Regions from separate parts of the Callithrix jacchus genome. Here region 1 is linked to region 2. A link is a contact called in public Hi-C data. All regions are on one chromosome and are shown on one strand. Each heading gives the region's core, a stretch centred on a gene start, on an enhancer-like site or on the middle of the called end of the contact. The rest is flanking DNA. Distances are from core to core; before and after follow the strand shown. Region 1 holds the start of RGMA (repulsive guidance molecule BMP co-receptor a). Region 2 overlaps CHD2 (chromodomain helicase DNA binding protein 2).

Region 1 (3,535 bases), core at 489-2,988, 64 kb before region 2:
ACCTTTAAAAAAAAGAAACAAAAAACTCTTGAACCTAGCTTAGCCAGTTTCCTGTTCATAGTAAGGAATCCAGGCTCTTTGCAATAAAGACAAGGATACCCTGGAGTTTCATATGAGGAATGTTTCTAGATCGTTGGTTGAAAGCATGTCAGTTTGTTAATTTGCACCCTAAACACACCTCGTGGCTTCGTTTAAATCTGAGAGCTCCGTGTGCATTCCAACTGCCTATGCAGAGTTCCAACTTAATCAAGTACTTAATGAGTAGCATTAATATTCGTTGTCTTCTCCATGGGCGCCTGCACTCATCAAGGTAAATAGTTACCAGCTGCCGCCACAGCCCAGTGGTTGAGCTGAGAATTGTCTGTCCTTATCTAGACAGTGGATGGTTTGTCCCCCACCATGGGAAAACCCTGCTGGGTACTTTCCAAAGGCCTCATTTTAAAAAGACACGTTTCCACTTAACAGACACGTTAAAAGGGCTAGGCAATCTGGAAGAACAGTAAGAAATCTATGATCTGGGTGACAGTACTTCAGAGATTCTGGTAGTGTGCCAGGCACCATACTAAGAGCTAGGAATGCAATGCTGACCCCAAGGAGTCCTGGTTCCTGCCCTCACGGTGCTTATAGTATGGTGGGAGAGGCCACCATGAAGTGAAAGGTCATTCTAATGAGCACATAATTACAGTGACCTCATTGTTAGGAAGGAAAGGCATGGATGTGAGGACTCCCTAGAGGGTGGGGAAGATGTTGGAGCTGAGCTATGAAAGATGAAGATGGGCCGGGCGTGGTGGCTCACACCTGTAATCCCAGCACTTTGGGAGGCCGAGGCAGGTGGATCATGAGGTCAGGAGTTCAAGACCAGCCTGGCCAAGATGGTGAAACCTTGTCTCTACTAAAAATACAAAAATTAGCCAGGCATGGTGGTGGGTGCCTATAATCCCAGCTACTTGGGAGGCTGAGGCAGCGAATTGCTTGAACCTGGGAGATGGAGGCTGCAGTGAGCCAAGATTACGCCACTGCACTCCAGCCTGGGCAACAGAGTGAGGCTGTCTCGAAAAGAAAAGAAAGATGAATAAATTGGTTATTCACTAAATGTCAGGACACAGAATGTTAAGGCAGGAAGACACACACACACCTCCTAATATTCATAGATGGGGAAACTGAGGCCCAGCAGAGCTAGATGACTTGCTAATTCTAGAAACCCATACCCAATCCCTTCCTGCTCAATCACTCAATTTTATTTATATCCCAGCTATAGATTATCCAAACACACTTGACAAATAAGATGGGGAATATTGAGCTAAAACCACATCTCTCAAGACCACACGCATAAATAACGATCGTGCTTTAATGTGGACGACACCTTTTCATTTTGCAAATTCAGAGTTCTCATCATATCAAAATTCAAGACAGTTTGTTCTGTAAGAAGGGGAAGGTCATAACCCGTCTAGAATGTACTGGTAAATCTCTCTAACCGTGCAGTGCTAATTTGGGCCTGAGCTGTGTAACCAGACTGACTTCACGCTCCAGCTGGGGTTTCAGAGGCACACATGGCGACTGGGTGGCTCTGGGCTGCCTCGCAGCAGGGGTCCTTGGGCTCCCAGAGCCCCTGGGGATTTACTGCTCCCGACGTGGATGTGTTTTCGCCACTGTGTGCATGCACTGAATGTTGAAAACATTCTTTTCAAAAGCCCAGGAGATTCCACTTGCAGTCTGTGCGTGTGCATGTAAAAGCGCAGAGCTGGGAAGAACCGCGGCGGCGCACACGCCGCCCGAAGGTGACCTCTGGGGAGCCGCGGCCGTGGGAGGGGGTGCGGTACGGTCTGCTTTTCACTCTAGACACTCCTGAGTTATGTAAAATTGCACGCAATACATATGTAGGAGTTTGCTGAAGATTCTTCAACAACAACAGAACAAAGGTGCGCCTCCGCGGAGCGCAACAGCGTTTGCCTCGGGTGCAGCCGCCTTCTCCCGAAAGCTCAGCGGAACTCCCCTGGACCACCGCCCAACTGAAGGTGGGCACTGCGCGCTCCACGGCAGCCGCGCGGGGGAGTCGGGAAGTTGGAGGCGCCAGCGCCCCCGAACCCACCCGAGCGTTCAGGAGTCCTGCCTGGGCGGCGGGGGCCGTCCACACCCACCCAGCCGGTGCGGACGCGGGAGGGTGGGGCCGCAGCGGGGAGGAGCCACCCGAGCCCGCCCCCCGCCCCCCGCCCCTCCCGCCGGCCCCGCCCGCGCGCGCCCCCCGCCCGCGGCCCTGGGCGCCCGGCCCGCCCCCTCCCCTCTGCGCGCTAACGAACCTCGCGACGCCGCGCTTGGCGGCGGGCGGGGGCCGGGCAAGGGAGGGGTCGGGCTCCGGACGCCCCACTCTGCAGTTGCCTCCCGAGCGCTGGCCGCGCCGCCAGAGCCGCGGGGCCGAGAACGCACTGGCCGTTTGCTCCCGGGCTGGCTCCTCCACGCGCTCGCAGCATGCAGCCCGGGAGCAGGAGGCGCGCCCCGAGCCGCCGCTGAGCCGGCCGGGGCGGCGGGGACCTGCGCCAGCCGAGTCCCTTCCACCTCGCCCCGGGGTAGACGAGCGGCGCCCCGGCACCCCCTCTTCGCCCGTAGCCCCGCCAGCGCCACCCCCCGCGGGCCGCAGGGTCTCATGCAGCCGCCAAGGTAAGGGCGGGCCGGGAGCCGGGCGGCCCCGGCTCTGACATCCCCGAGACGCTGCCGGCACTTGCCGGGGCCCCGGCGCTGCTTCGGTCTTCCCCAGCCCCGCGTCTCATCTCGCTCCCATCTTGCCCACATTTGGAGCTTTGCTGCGCCTCGGTCGCTTTAGCGTTTGGCAGCAGGAAAGTTTTTGTGGTTTGGTGTTTGTTCTTTTTTCCTAAAATCCTCTTCCCCCGAGCAGCCGCCAGCGCGCGTGGTTGGGCAGACCCGGCACACGTCCTTTCCACCGTGTGCGGGCTGGGAGCTCTCTCCCTCCTCTCGGCCCCGCGGAGCCCCAGACCGAGCCGGTCACCCGGCTGTCCCGCCGTGAACCCCCATTGGCCCGCGCCGCCCGGGCCCCCGCCTCCCGCCCGACGCCCGACTGTTGAGCTGCAGGACTAGCGCCTGCCCTCGCGGCCGTCGGCGCAGTGCACAGCGTGGGCTCCCGTCCCGACGGCCCCTGGTCTGGGCGCACGGGAAGGTGCAGCTCCTGGGGTGAGGGCTGAGGATGCCCATGGTCAAGCGGCCCCGGCGTTCCTAAGTGGACGGGTGGACACGGCGACCACTCCGCGCCGGCTCTCGAGGCAGCTCAACCCAGGGTACAAGCCGGGGCAAGGGGGACAGGTGTATTTGGGGGAGAGCCGGCGGGGGGACGCTGGGGGGCAACTCGGGATTGTGTCTTATTAAAGTAATTGTATTAGACTTTCTCGGAGGTGGAAGCAGTTCTCCCAAATTGAGATTTTAATGGGAACCGGTGAGCTGCTATTTTGTGGTGTGGTTTCGCGAGGCGTTGGGTGGTATTGATTTTCTAAATTGGTGTCTCGCGGGCGGAGTAGGGGAAGTAGCG
Region 2 (3,240 bases), core at 108-2,607:
CACCAGGATGGTAACAACGCCCCAAGGTACTGCTTGCCCAGTGCCCTGAAGCCCCATCACCGCTCCAGCTCAGCTCCCTGAATGTCCTCTGGCTCTTCCCACAGTCCAGCAGATAAAGGGTTCACGTCAGGCCCAGCAGGGAGTCTTAGAAAGCGGCTCTAAGCTGGGGCCTGGCTCCTATCTGCTTTCAATATCCCCCCTGGTCTAGGAGGCCTGGGGAGCAGGGACCTGAAGTCTGGCTGAACTTCCAGTGTTCTCAGCCCCCAGGGAAGGTGGCACCCCCTTTGGCCCCCAAAAGAGAGGGCACCAAGCGCAGCAACTGCCTCCAAGTCACTGTTCACCCAGGGACCAGGGCACCCACGGACAACGAGGGATGAGCCTAGAGGACCTCGTACTGCCATCACCCCCAAGCACATTCCCAGGCCCTGTACCTGTGGAGGCAGGAGGCCGAGCTAGAGTCTCGGTCAGGTGGGGCCCCCAGAGTGCGCCCGGAGCTCTGACGCTGTCTGCAGGCACAGGGAAGACTCCAGCAGGAATGGAGGCAGAACGGCAGAGCCAGAGATGGCCGGAATGGATTCTTGAAGACGACCAGGTGTTCTGCAGGAAGGTGGTGATGGAGGAGGGAGAAAGGGGCCGCAGCTGGGAGGCAGAGCTGACCTCCTCCACCTGAGGCCGAGAGAGCAGCTGGGGCTTGTTCAGTCAAGGGACTGAAGAAGGTTGGAGTGGCCTGCAGGGGCAGGTCACAGAGGGCCCAGACCCAAACCAGGGTGCTGGGACATTAAGGTGAAGGTCACCGAGAGCAGCCGGGTGATGATGGGGGTCCTTGTGGTTCAGAACGGTCCCTACGCAAGTCCCCTCGCAGGTGGGAAGGAGGAGAGGCTGCACTGAGGAGCCCAACCCTGTGTATCCCTGCACAAAAGCTGGAGGCAGGGATGGAGGCTGGGCCGGAGCCAGCAGCACCATCCCCTCCTGTCCCCTGCTCAGGGAGGGTGGTGGAGTTGCCTCTCCCAGCAGCCTCTGCCTCTCTCCTCCCCGCCCCGCTTACTGCGGAGATCTCATGTGACTTCACATCTCCTGGGGTGTGGAGGGCTCTGTTGTGCGATCCAAGGGGAGGGGCCCACTGGGGCCAGGGATGGCGCGGAACCATCCCTGGGTTGAGTTTAGGTGTTGCGTGCCCGGCAGGCCAATTTTTATGGAAACCTGCTGCCCTCTGCAGGACAGTTCTAGAACCACATCTGCTCAGGGGCCCTCGGTCTCGGCTTCAAAGTGGGAGCTGATTCCAAAACACAGTGTGGGCCCCAGTGCCACCCTCACATCATGACAGCTGCCCGGCCCACCCAGCGCACATCTTGGGGACCTCACTTGTCTCCGCCCAGCCTGGTGAGGAGCTGTTAGTATCTGTTTGTAGTTGAGACTTGGAGAGAGGGAGAGAAGGCACCCAAGAACACCAGCTGGGAAGGGACGGAGCCAAGGTTGAAATCCAAGTCTGTGCAGCCATGCCCGGCACCCTCCCCCCGGCCCACGTGCCTTCCTTACCACCCATCCTGATCGCCAGGGCTCGGCCGTCTGAAGAGGTTGCAGTTTGCTCAGATCAGGGATTTTGACTAGCCCGTCCCTCTCCATCTCACTGTTTTCTCCCTGGCACTCGTGATGTTTCTCCTCTGTTTGCTTCTCTAGGGCCTGCCCACTCCCACTCCAGCTACAGTATCAACTCCAAGGGGACAGGGGTCTTATTCTCCTGGTTCACTGTGCAGGTCCAGTTCCTGGAGCAGAGCTAGCCCAAAGGAGGGTCGTGAGTCCTGGGTCAAGGAAAACGTCCTCTCCCATAACTGCCTGCTTCCAGCAATGTCTCCCCCATGAGACTGTGAGCTCCTCCAGACGGTTCCAGTACCTGCTGGGCCTTCCTGCTGGGGCTTAGTCTCCCCACAGAGCAAGCTGCCGCTTTCCACGAGGTAGCTCTCTTGTCACACAGGCTCTGGAGTACGAGCCCAATGCTGAGGTACTGAGTACTGGAAGTACTGGGCCCAATGCTGAGTCGGGCTTGCCCTCCAGGCCTGGCAATTCTGTCCTTGGCCTCCCTCAACCTGTCCAGCTGCCCTCTGACTCAGCCCTCTCCACCCACTCCCCAGCCAATGACTGAGTGCTGTCTGCCAGCTAGCCCTTACAGTTACAGACCTTCTCCTTTTCCACTGCACACTCTCACTTAAAAACCACATGAACCCAAGAAGCTGCCTCCTTCATTTGCAAGTGAAGATGCAAGGTGATCATCCAACTGAACACTGGGAGGGACCACGTAGGGGCAGTGCACTGACTCCAGAGGCCCCTTTACAGCCCCCCAGGCCCTGAAGCCACCACGGTACCTGTGGTTAACAGGCGCTGGGTTTTAGCAACAGTTCCTTCTTAGGTCACTAAGGAAATTAAGAGGTCATGTGTGATGCTCGTAAGTGGATATTGTTCAGCCCATCTTCAAGGTAAGAAGACTTTAGGCCATGGACTTGCCCATGTTCCCACACAAAGCCAGAGACCAGGAGGCTCAGGGCAAAACCAGGGGGCCTGATGACATCGTCATCCACTACATCATACGGCCGTAGAACTGACCAGGACATCCCCAAGACGGTGAGCCGGGGGGAGGGTCCTACCAGCAGCAGCGGGGGAGCTCCTCAATTAGGGCCCAGGTTCCTGCAGGATGGAGCTTTCATTCAGTCCAGCTGAGCCTCCTCCTTCTCCTCATCACCCCCCTCACTGATCAGAATGAAGTCAAGGTAGGCTGGGAGACCAAATGGGTCCCAGAAGAGATGACAGACAGGACCGGTGCAGGGGGCTTAAGGCGAAGCCTTACGTCAGAGCACGTCCTGCTCCTTTAAAAGCCACAGGTTGGAATCTGGAGCTGACTCCGGTCTGGCAAACTGTAGGGACTTGGGTTTCAGTAAGTGACCTTTCTGTTGGCACTAGTTGAGGGCTTACCGTGATGTCAGGCCTTCGAGGCCCCACCAGGGAGGAGGGAGGAGGGAGGATCTGGGCGGCCGCTTCCAGTAAAAGGCAGGCGTTTTGGCAGCTGGCAGTTTCGAAGGCTTGTTGCTATTGTAAATCATAATAAGCTGATCATTGCAGTACTTGTTCTTAAAGTTTCCCCCAATTGTTCCAGCTGAGTCATGAGTTACAACATGATTGTGAGCTGTTTCTTTATGGGCACGAAGAGCCCTCAGCTTTTCTTCATCTTTCTCAAGAACTATGTGAACT

Evidence for each region. Hi-C and Micro-C count contacts between places; a contact is called where the count stands out from the background.
Region 1: a contact with region 2 is called in a Hi-C map of skeletal muscle, with 6 times the contacts expected there. The contact joins the promoter of RGMA here to the enhancer-like site in region 2. A contact is called at or near these places in 2 of 3 Hi-C or Micro-C datasets (both in skeletal muscle).

What each region holds. Positions count from the first base shown.
Region 1 is chr6:22,094,537-22,098,071 of calJac240_pri, reverse strand. RGMA (repulsive guidance molecule BMP co-receptor a) reads left to right here and starts at 1,738. Exons shown (of 4, transcript XM_078326859.1): 1 at 1,738-2,015.
Region 2 is chr6:22,030,663-22,033,902 of calJac240_pri, reverse strand. CHD2 (chromodomain helicase DNA binding protein 2) reads right to left here. Exons shown (of 42, transcript XM_078326856.1): 37 at 2,640-3,240; 38 at 432-597. Among named protein-coding and RNA genes, the nearest start is that of RGMA, 64 kb to the left of the region's middle. Within about 2 kb of position 1,357, at least 10 of the 16 cell types and tissues checked have an H3K27ac peak or open chromatin away from gene starts, as enhancers often do. A contact at or near this core is called in skeletal muscle, where this site is marked.